3 separate regions of the Gossypium hirsutum genome follow, and all the other regions are linked to region 1. A link is a contact called in public Hi-C data. All regions are on one chromosome and are shown on one strand. The core of a region is the stretch at or near the end of the contact, and the rest is flanking DNA. Distances in the headings are between cores, read along the strand shown. Region 1 holds the start of LOC107886326. Region 2 holds the start of LOC107943467 (E3 ubiquitin protein ligase RIE1). Region 3 has its middle 7.6 kb from the start of LOC107886323.

What was found. Hi-C and Micro-C count contacts between places; a contact is called where the count stands out from the background.
Region 2: a Hi-C map of leaf shows a contact between it and region 1, with 2.4 times the contacts expected there. The contact joins the promoter of LOC107943467 here to the promoter of LOC107886326 in region 1. A contact is called at or near these places in 6 of 34 Hi-C or Micro-C datasets (callus and leaf).
Region 3: a Hi-C map of petal shows a contact between it and region 1, with 4 times the contacts expected there. The contact joins the enhancer-like site here to the promoter of LOC107886326 in region 1. A contact is called at or near these places in 14 of 34 Hi-C or Micro-C datasets (callus, hypocotyl, leaf and 2 more).

Annotation. Positions count from the first base shown.
Region 1 is chrA03:86,032,934-86,036,215 of Gossypium_hirsutum_v2.1, forward strand. LOC107886326 reads left to right here and starts at 1,581. Exons shown (of 5, transcript XR_005913943.1): 1 at 1,581-1,811.
Region 2 is chrA03:85,773,006-85,776,555 of Gossypium_hirsutum_v2.1, forward strand. LOC107943467 (E3 ubiquitin protein ligase RIE1) reads left to right here and starts at 2,200. Exons shown (of 5, transcript XM_016877216.2): 1 at 2,200-3,006. The coding sequence starts at 2,534.
Region 3 is chrA03:86,387,770-86,391,365 of Gossypium_hirsutum_v2.1, forward strand. No RefSeq gene overlaps it. Among protein-coding and RNA genes, the nearest start is that of LOC107886323, 7.6 kb to the left of the region's middle. Within about 2 kb of position 1,267, at least 5 of the 9 cell types and tissues checked have an H3K27ac peak or open chromatin away from gene starts, as enhancers often do.

The sequences.
Region 1 (3,282 bases), core at 331-2,830:
AATATTTTCAATAATTTTTATTTTTAAAAAATATTTGAATTAATACACAAGGTTGCCTTGCTCACGTCTTTGTTGGATCCATTACATGAATATATTTAAAAAATAACTTATATATTAACTCAAGTTTGTGAATATGTAAAATTTGAAAAAATTTACTCATCATTACACTGTAGGAATAAATTCAAGTGTATTCATATTATATATATATATGACTTGAAATTATCTTTATACTAAAGTTTGATGTTAATGAAAAATATATTTTAAAAAATATTTATAACAAGAAAAGACATTTTTTTGAATCTTATTCCTAAACACACACAAAAAAATGATAATTTTGTCTTGGCAAATTCTTTTTATTTTATATTTTGATTGGAAAATAACTTTACAACTATTGGAATACATTGAAAGATATTAATTAAAATATCGAGAAAGTTACATTATCACGTTTGATTCATTAAGTATTTTCCTAGGAATGTAATGATAATTTATAAATTTATCCTTATTACATAAAATATAATATTTATATATTTAATTTTTATAATGAACTTTACTCTTAACCAATTTTTGGATTAAATAATTAATATTAAAATTTAATTGATACATTTTACATTATTTTTTTCCAAAGCCCCAATGTAACATAATTTACATATTGATAAAAAATAATTTACCTGAATATGACATGTAACTGTTTTGAAATTTGACTTATCACTTGTCTTATCCATTTTACTTTGGAATTGATTATCAATCATTTATTCATTCTTGAAAATCATTCTTGTAAAATTTTCAATCACATACAACACGTCATAATTTAAAGGTAAATTATGTAAAAAGGTTATGCTAAAAACAATGTTAGAGATAAGCTTGAACTTTAATTTTTTTTCCTTTTGCTTGAAAAGATTCATAAATACTATGTTCTCAATTAATGCACAGAAGAAAAGAGAAAAAAAATAGAATTTAATATTTAAACGATATAATATATAGATGATTCCGTTGAATAATTCTTTGAAGTAGTAAAGAATATCAAGTAGCAAGGAGGAGGAATGAGGCAATAGCTTCTTTTTCTTTTTTTTTTCTTTTTTTTTACCTTTATTAATAGATTAATACTCTAAACTAATATAAAATGAGAATAATTACTTGGAAAATGATTGCTTTCTATTACTAAATGTTATCTAAGTGTTAGATAGAATGGTAAGATAAATTACACTCCTTAAGAGATAATGTATATCCAAACCTTGAAAATAAATTAAGAGAAATAGTTACGGGGATCGCGAATGTGGATAATAAAACAAAAATGAAAGATATCAAAAAAATAAAATAATTCAAATGCATTTTATTATTTAATATGAATATATATTTTAAGAATAATATAAATATAATTTAAAATTAATATTGTATGATTTTAATATTTTTTATTGATTATTTAATAAAATATAATTTTAATTTATGTTTTATTGTTTATTCTAAAAATATTTTAATTGTTTCATATTTAAACAAATATTTTAATGGTTTTTTTCTTTTTATTCTAATATCTTGCGGTTGCGTTTAAATTAAAAACGTATAACACCATGGACTCTAAAAGATTCTTATCCCATCTTTCAGTTCACTCAGTTCCAGTAGGGAAGGTGGGCTTGCGCACGAGTTAGTATCAGAGAAGATAGCCCAGCCCACCACCCACGGGCTACGACTTGTTGGCTGTCGCTCTGGTGAAGTCCCAAAAGGATCCGATCTTATCGCTTCCCCTGGTCGGGTTCCCTTGAAGTTTCAATCAGATCAAGACTCAGCCTTGCACCATTTGGCTAACCGAGTTCATGGTATGCCTTTTTCCCTTCAGGTTTTAGGACTCCCCCTTTTTTTTTTGTTATATTATAACTTTGGTGAGTTGTTTGGGCTCTTTACAGAATTGGAACTGCTCTTAATTCATTTATGCTTCGTGCAGAAATTGAAATTTAGTGATTCACAGTGTAGGTTTTCTAAATTGGATCATTGAAAGCTTGAGCTTATAAGAAAGGGCCCAACTATCATGTTTAAGTTCTGACAGGTTCATTCATATCAATTCACTTAAATATGGAGGTTCAAGCAGTTCAATATGGAACTGAAATAATCTATTTCCTAATGTGTAAACAATTCCTTTGTGAAACTGCTCAAGGGATGAATGGATTAATATATTGAGCTGAAAAATACATGATTATATTTGTTACTATTATCACTAGGACTGTCAAGTTACTCTCAAGTTTCAACTGAAACTTTATATCGCCCGTTCTATCAATCCAGTAAATCTCTAATTAGCGCTAAATGAACGTATTTTTGAGTTAGCCAACGAGTCTTATGCTATTTTAGGGCAGCATAGGCTGGTGATAGTTTCTTATGTAGGACTGGGATTAATCTGGATGATGCATAAAGAGTTGCCAAAAAGGAGTAACCATCAAGAGTGAGAATAGATCCTGCTTCTTGTTCTGTTAATTAGTGAGCCCAGTATAACGTTAATGCCATTATAAGCTGGTGGCAGTTCCCTATGTTGGATTGGGATTGATGTGGATGACGCATAAAGAGTTGCCAAAAAGGAGTACACCATCAAAAGAGTGATGAGGGAAGCATATCCTGCTTCTTGTTCTATACGTGAGCTGCCAAGGAATCAGTCCCTTCCTAATGTCATTGGAGTCTAGTATAAATACTTTAAAAAAGAAAAAAAGGAGTCAAGTATAAATTAATGTCATGACTCACAAGAGGATTAACTATCTCCATATAATGGAATAGTTGCATGTGCATGCATACACAGGGTTTAAATGATAATTTTCCTTAGTAATTATCCCATCTGGTGGATTGGATAAAGTACCATCTGGCTACATGGTTATGATAATGGAAGCATTGTCCCCTTTTTAGAATTTGATGCTCTTTTCTAGGAAATAGATTCCAAATTGTTTCTCTAAGTATTCTTTTAATGCCTTTTATTTTGCTTGGTTCAACCCCAAATGGTTCTCCCATCTTCAATTTATAGCAAACAAGAATGCTTTGTTTCAAAGTGGTTGTTTGTTGTTGCTATGTTGATTTCCTTAAATTCTCCTTAATTGTAAGAACATTTGGACTTCTCGAAATATACTTGAATAGGCTACTTGCTTGTTTCTTGGGGTTAAAACTTTGTTTGACCATAAATTCGACGAGTACAAGTGCTCTCCAAGATTGCTTTTATTCTTTTTTTTAGGTCTGACAGATTTTTCTTTGACAAAGTTTATATTGTTAAGACTTCTAATGCCAAAGTAGGTAAAGATAAGTAACAAAAAGAAA
Region 2 (3,550 bases), core at 950-3,449, 260 kb before region 1:
TTATTTTTATTAAAAAAATAGATAAATTAATTCTTATATGTTAGATCAAAGAACAAATTAACTATTTTGTTAAAATTTTATTTATTTTTATCATTAAGTGATGACATAGTTAACATAGTAATTAAGCAGTGGCATACTATGTGTACCTTATGCTAACGTAATATTTTTTCATGTCAAAAAATATTTAAAAAATAAATAGTTCTAAAAAATATTTTTTTTAATTATTTGAAAACCCAAATACACGGGAAAGAACGGTTATCCAAATTCAAATGTGTGACTTTTCAAATAATTATAAAAATATATTTAAAATTTGTTAAGAATTGTAAATTTATTTAAAATTAAAACAAATATTAGAATTATAAATTAATTATTATTGTTGAGTTACAATTTCTTGTATATTTAAAAATTATTGTGATGAATTACTATAAAAAATTTGAAATGACAAAAAACTAGCAAAATAATGCAATTTTAATGGAAGTGAAAGCATGTGTTTTTATTTATAATTTTTATAATTTTTAAATAAATTATTTATTTTTTTAATAATTATATGAAAAATCACGTTGAAGATCAACCTGTAGAAATTATTGTTCAGGATTTTTTATTTTTACTTTTAGGTTTTTTTTAATTTTTAAATATCCATGAGGTACATGTGGTTAGAAGTGTTTAAATTTCGGTTAAAATTAAATTAATTGATTGAACCAATCTAATTCGATTAATCAGTCGGTTAACTGATCTAATTCGATCAGAAGTTGATTAATAATTTTTTGAAAGTTTGATTATCGGTTAACTCAGTTCAAAATCGGGTAATTAACCAAACTTAATAATTAATAATAAAAATTGTATGTAGTTTTAATTTGGTTAATTCGGATAATTCGGTCAAATGAATATTATCAATTTATTTTTTATATGTTTTATACTTGTTTTAACCAAAAACAAAAAACAAAAACATATAAATTTCGGTTCGGTTATTTTTTTGAACAATTTTTTATTTGGTTAACGGTTAAAGGATTAAAAAGTTTGATTAATTCAATTAACACTAGTTCGGTTTGGTTAATAGTTTGAACACCCCTACATGTGACATGACACGTGTGGTTGCCTATTTGCTCACTCAGTCACATCGTCACTTAACGATAGAAATGAATGAAATTTTTAATAGAATAACTAGTTTACTTTTTTATCTAACATAGATAGTCTAATTTGCTCATTTTTCGAATAGAGGGGATAAAATGTAATACAACTCTTAGTACAAGGGTTTTCATACTACTTTACTACAAAAACCTTGCAAAAACATATGTTTTGTTTAAAAAAATATATTTTTGAAAATATAGTTTAAAATTTTAAAATATTTAATATTTGCGTAAAAAAATTGGGTAGAAAAACACGAAAGAGTTATAAAAGTAATAAAATCAAGAGTAAACTAAATCAAGAATCACTAAATTATTAGTAAGTTTATATTTTGGTCATTTAATTTTAAAAAGTTACAAAATAGTCATTGAACTATTTGAAAGTTTTCTTTTAAGCCACTGTGTTGTTAAAATCACAATTGTATGGTATTCTCTATTTGCACCGCCTACACTAATCGAGCGTTCTCTTTCCCTTATTTTCTACCCTTTTTTTATATAAAATAGCTTTGAATGTAATAAATTTGTGAAACAAAATTTAAATAAATTTCTTCTTCAATCTCTTACACTGACCATCATATCGAATTGAATCTAAAGCATGTTCTTTTACTCTATGGGTATTAATCCATCATAACGATCATCAAATCGTCGTTTGAAGCTTACTAACTAGATTTAAAAAAAACAAAAAAAAATCTTAACAACACAATGACTTAAATAATTTTTTTAAAATAGTTTAGTGACTTAAATAAAAATTTTTAATTAATTTAATGATAATTTTATTACTTTTTAAAAGTTAAGTGATCAAAATGTAATATTATTAATAATTCAAATAATAGTTTAAAATCAATTAATATTTATGGAGTGTAGTGAATCATAGAAATCTCAAAGTATTATAAAATAAATAAAGTTGTAAAGTACTATGTTTGAACTTCAAAAACCGTATTACAGCAATACAAAAAACGCAGCGCTTTAACGGAAAAATAGAAAACGCAGCGGTAATAAATATGGTTGGGTAAAGAAAAAGCCAAAAAGACTGATAAATATAAAAGAAATAAAGCGCGAAAGTAAGTGAAAAAGGAAAATTACATACATAACACACTGTTTTTTTCTTTTTAGGAAACAAAAATAATAGAGCAAAGCAGAATCCGACAGAAAACAAAATAAAAATCAATAAAAGCATCTAATTAGCAGTGAGGAGGGCAGTTCCGTTCTCAACCGAAAACTCTTTAATCCAACCAGATATTCCCTTCTTTTTCTTATTTTCAACAAATATGGTTTTTATTCTTGCTAATGTTAATACTCCAATTATGTGTTTCTTCTCTTTGTGAGTTCTCCCCAGATTTCTGAAAACCCCGAAATCAAAAAGGTGTTTTCTTTTTGTTTGTTTGTTCACATCTTCATCCAAAGCAACCATGGCGGCGTCTGATCCTCACGCGCCACTCCTCCCCCCGCGTCAACCTGATGGCTCGGCTGCTCGCCCTGTATCGTTGGCGCATTTATTGGGGCGAGCCACGGGACGGCGTGGCGCTTCCATGCTAGTTAGGGAGACAGCGGCACGTGAGTTGGAGGAGCGGAGGGCCGACTGGGGGTACTCGAAGCCCGTGGTGGCACTGGACATGCTGTGGAATACAGCGTTCGTGGTGGTGTCGGTAGTGATGTTGATAAGTACGGCGGATGAGACGCCCAATACTCCTATTAGATTATGGATCTGTGCTTATGCTTTGCAGTGCTTGCTTCATGTTGTTTTAGTGTGGTTGGAATACAGGCGAAGGAACAGTAGGAGAATATCTGTTACGGATGAGGAGAGAGGAGAAGCAGTTTCTGGGGATGTTAGTGATAGTGAAGATGAAGAAGACAGCGGTCTTTTTGGTTCAAATGAATCAAGGTCAGTTTCTTTTAGTATAATTTGACTTAAAATTTGATTTTTTTTTTGTGTGTGTGTGTGTTTAAGCTTAAAATGTTGATTTTTTTTGTTTAATTTTAAAATTTAGTGTTTATTGTTCTTTAGTTTAATTGAGATGAGGATTCAGGATTTCTTTAGAACCGATTTGTATTGGAGCATGAACTATTTATGTTCTGAAGTTAGAATTTTGATGGAAGTATTGCTCATTTTCTGTGTTAAACTGGATGAGGATTTTAGTTCGATTTGGCGTTTTATTGGATTTTCAAGATGAATTAGATTAGGGTTTGAGGATTTAGGGGATTTAGGTCTATGGTTATTCTCAAGGAATTGGAAGGGCTTTGTTTTGGTGTTGACATTTATTTTGGCTATGGCACTGTTTTGTATGGTTTGCATGAATATATGAATTATCGTTATCCTTAGTCTCCCTTTCAAGAGGAGTGGAATGTCGAAACTCTGGGAATATTCTGCGCGGGGCGAATTAGGCTGCATTGTGTTTTTGTATACTTCCATGGTTCAAATAAAAGAA
Region 3 (3,596 bases), core at 17-2,516, 350 kb after region 1:
TTAATAATCTTACGCAACATAATATATATATATATATAAAACAAGGTTTTGGTGCAATTCTAGACCACTGCATAGTTTAGCAGTTGTCACTAATAATAAGCTCACACATCATCAATTTTTAAAACAAGTTAATGTATACAGCTATTGAATTTCCATGTCAAGAAATTTATGTATAGATGTATAATTTCCAAATGCATAGATAATTCATATTTAATTTTTAGTAATTCCGATTGCATTAAAAAGTCAACACCAAATAATTTCCAAATACTTCAATTTTTGAAGTGGGACTTCAAAATTATCTAATCATATATTTTCATCAAGTTTGTTGTTCTCAAATCACTAAAATGTCCCCCCCCCAAATCTATTATCCATTAAATAAGGGATAAAATGATCTTCTTCAAAAGCATATCTCTATCTATTCGAATGTATGTCTAATCAAAGTCCCCAATAATTTCATTGGGGAATCAACAAATTATGGTGATCATAAACCACTTAAAAGAACAAGCAAGCAAAAAACAGTGAAAAAGAAAAAGAAAAAAAAGTCATCCTTAACAACTACACGGCGGAAGCAAATGTCATGATTCAACAATGGAGTTCAATTAGGAATAGTAACATTAAGCTTAAAGTAGAGCATCATAATTTGTTATTTTTAAACTAGCTTTTAGCTTATTTCAATTCGTTTTTAATCAATTCGATAAAATTTTAAAGGTTCAATTGATTTTTATATATTTTGGTATCAGATGAATCAGTTGGACCACTGATTTCTGGTTCAATTGACAATCTAATTTGATTCTGACAATTATGGGCTAGTGATCATATGCATACATATATACTAGTTTATTTGATTTTTTTTTTTGAGAAAATATGTTGGAATTTTATTCAAACAGATCAAATACAAGGCACAATCAACAGAATTTTATTCAAACAGATCAAATACAAGGCACAATCAACAAAACATCCATAAAATTGGGCCAAAACAAATCTAAATACCAGCAACAGAAACGAAGAAAGGCTCTAGAAGCACCTCAGCCTCAGCCAATGAAATTAAAGTAATTCCTCTCCTGAAAAGCAACAAAAGGTGTTTATGGCCCGTCGGTAGAAGATTCATTTCCTTTTTCCAATAACCTTTAACCCTTTTAACTCTTGTAACAGTTTTCTTTCCAAAATCTTCCCCTACCCAAACTCCCTGCCTTGAAACCAAAAAGGAAATAAAAAGCCCTCCCTCGTTCAATCCTTGTCCACTTCCTCTCTAGAAAAAGCAGGAACTCCATCTTGTAGACAATATTATACCCCTTGCTTTAAGCCTTCAATAGCCAACAAGTGGGCAACATCATTCATCAATCTCTAAACATATTGAAACTTGCAAGTATGAAAATTTTTGCTTAAACCTTTTCCATCTCTTATGAAAGCCCCGATCTCAGATTTATCCTCATCATCTCTTTTTAATTTTTCGATAATAGAGAGAGCATCTCCTTCTACTTCAGCCTTCACAAACCCTAAATCTAGGCATAAAAGTATACTTTAGATACATGCAAGGGCTTATGCAGCAAAAGCAGAAGGTATATTTTCATTTATAACCACTTTAGAACCCAAAACTTTACCCTCTAAGTCTCTGATAACAATTCTTGAACAAGTTTAAATTTCATTTTTCTTGTAAGATCCATCCAAGTTTATTCTAATGAACGAGTTCTCTAGAGGCCTCCATTTCTCTATCTTTATTCTGCTAGAAAGTTTGGAACTGGAAATCCCATCAATTTCACATGCATATTTTTTGATAGAGTTTACTGCTGCTAACCTTGATCTCCTTTGCCCCTTATGTAGCCATTTGTTTCACTTAATCTATATAGCCCAACTCACACAAACAAATAATCGGCACTAAGTGATCGAATCACATAACTTATAGGCACTACGAATAGAAAACTCCCTAGTCTCCTCCCTTGTGCAGACTAGGAAGTCTTCATGCTAGAAATTTGATAGTAGGATGTTTAGGATTCGGCTAACATCCCTACCGCTAAAGGTTTTCCTTATCAAATCCTCTTTCCAACTTTTTGTATTATTGTTAATAAGTTCAGTCACCATAAGAGTATTAGGACATTTCTCACTGTTTTGAATTTTGTAATTCACAGTTCCTTTAATCCATTCAGCCTCCCTTGCTAAGATTTAAGATACAGTCCCTACTCGCCAGCATAAGCCATCCTGAAGAATTCCTTCGACTGCTTAGATGCTATTCTAGGTATATAAAGGTATATTTCCTAACCTTGAATTCAGAAAATTCGTATCTGGATAGTATTTAGCTTTCAAAGTGCACACAAGTAACGAATTAAAAAAATTAATCAATTGCCATCCTTGCTTCACTAATAAAGATAAATTGAATTTGGCAAGACTACGAAATCCCAATCCACCATTATCTTTTAACTCACAAAGCTTCTTCCATTCACACCAATGGATCCCCCTTCTACCTTGCCCTTTTTGACACCAAAAATTCGCACAAATATTCTCCATATCACAGTGAAGAAATTTTGGTAATAAAAAACATGACATTAAGTAGGTAGGAATGGCTTGTAGAACTGATTTTATGAAAACTTCCTTACCCCTTTGCGATAAATGTCTAACACTCCAACTGTCTATCCTACTCTCCATGCGATCTTTTAACAGTTGAAATGTCAATCTCTTCCTTTGCTCCACCATGTTAGGCAACTTAAGATATCTTTCAGGATTTGTGAAATTTCGAACATTCAAGACTTTTGATACCAAATACCTCATTTGAGCAGTTGTATTTGAACTATAAAAAGTAGTGGACTTTTTATAATTAACATATTGTCCAGAAGTCTCTTCATATTCCTTTAGAATCCTTTTAAAAGTTTGTGCCCCATTCATTGAAGCCTTTCTAAATAAGATGCAATCATTAGCAAATTGTAAATGGGAAATCTGTGGACCTCTGCGACATACTCTAAGCTCCTTACGCAACCCTTCTTCCTTAGCCAAATGCATTAATGATAATAGACCTTCACTGCACACTAGAAATAAATAAGGGCTCAATGGGTTTCCTTGCCTCAAACCTCTAGTGGGACAAAATTGTTCCCCCTATCTCCCATTAATCACAATTGAATAAGATATTGAACTTATACAATGAATAATGAATTCCACCCATGAATTAGCAAAGCCTATTTTCAGTAACATCTGGCGTAAAAAGTACTATTCTACCCGATCATATGCTTTGCTCATATCCAACTTCAACACCAAAAGCCCTTTTCTTCTTATTCTTTTTTGTTTATATGCATGAAAAACTTCATAAGCAAGAATAACATTATTGGTAACCAGCCTGCCCGGAATAAAAGCACTTCGAGCATCATCTATACAACATTCTAAAACTTGTTGGAGACGATTTGCAACAATACTAGAAATAACTTTCTCAGCATTGTACAAAGACTCATAGGCTTAAAATTAGATAGATTCATAGGTTGAACAATTTTTGAAATTAACATAATATTTATGTAACAACCTGATTTAGACCTTAATCAGAACGGTGGTTTTAGGACCACGAATCCGAGTTAGAAAAATATTTAAAAATTATTTTCTATGTTTATTTTATGTGA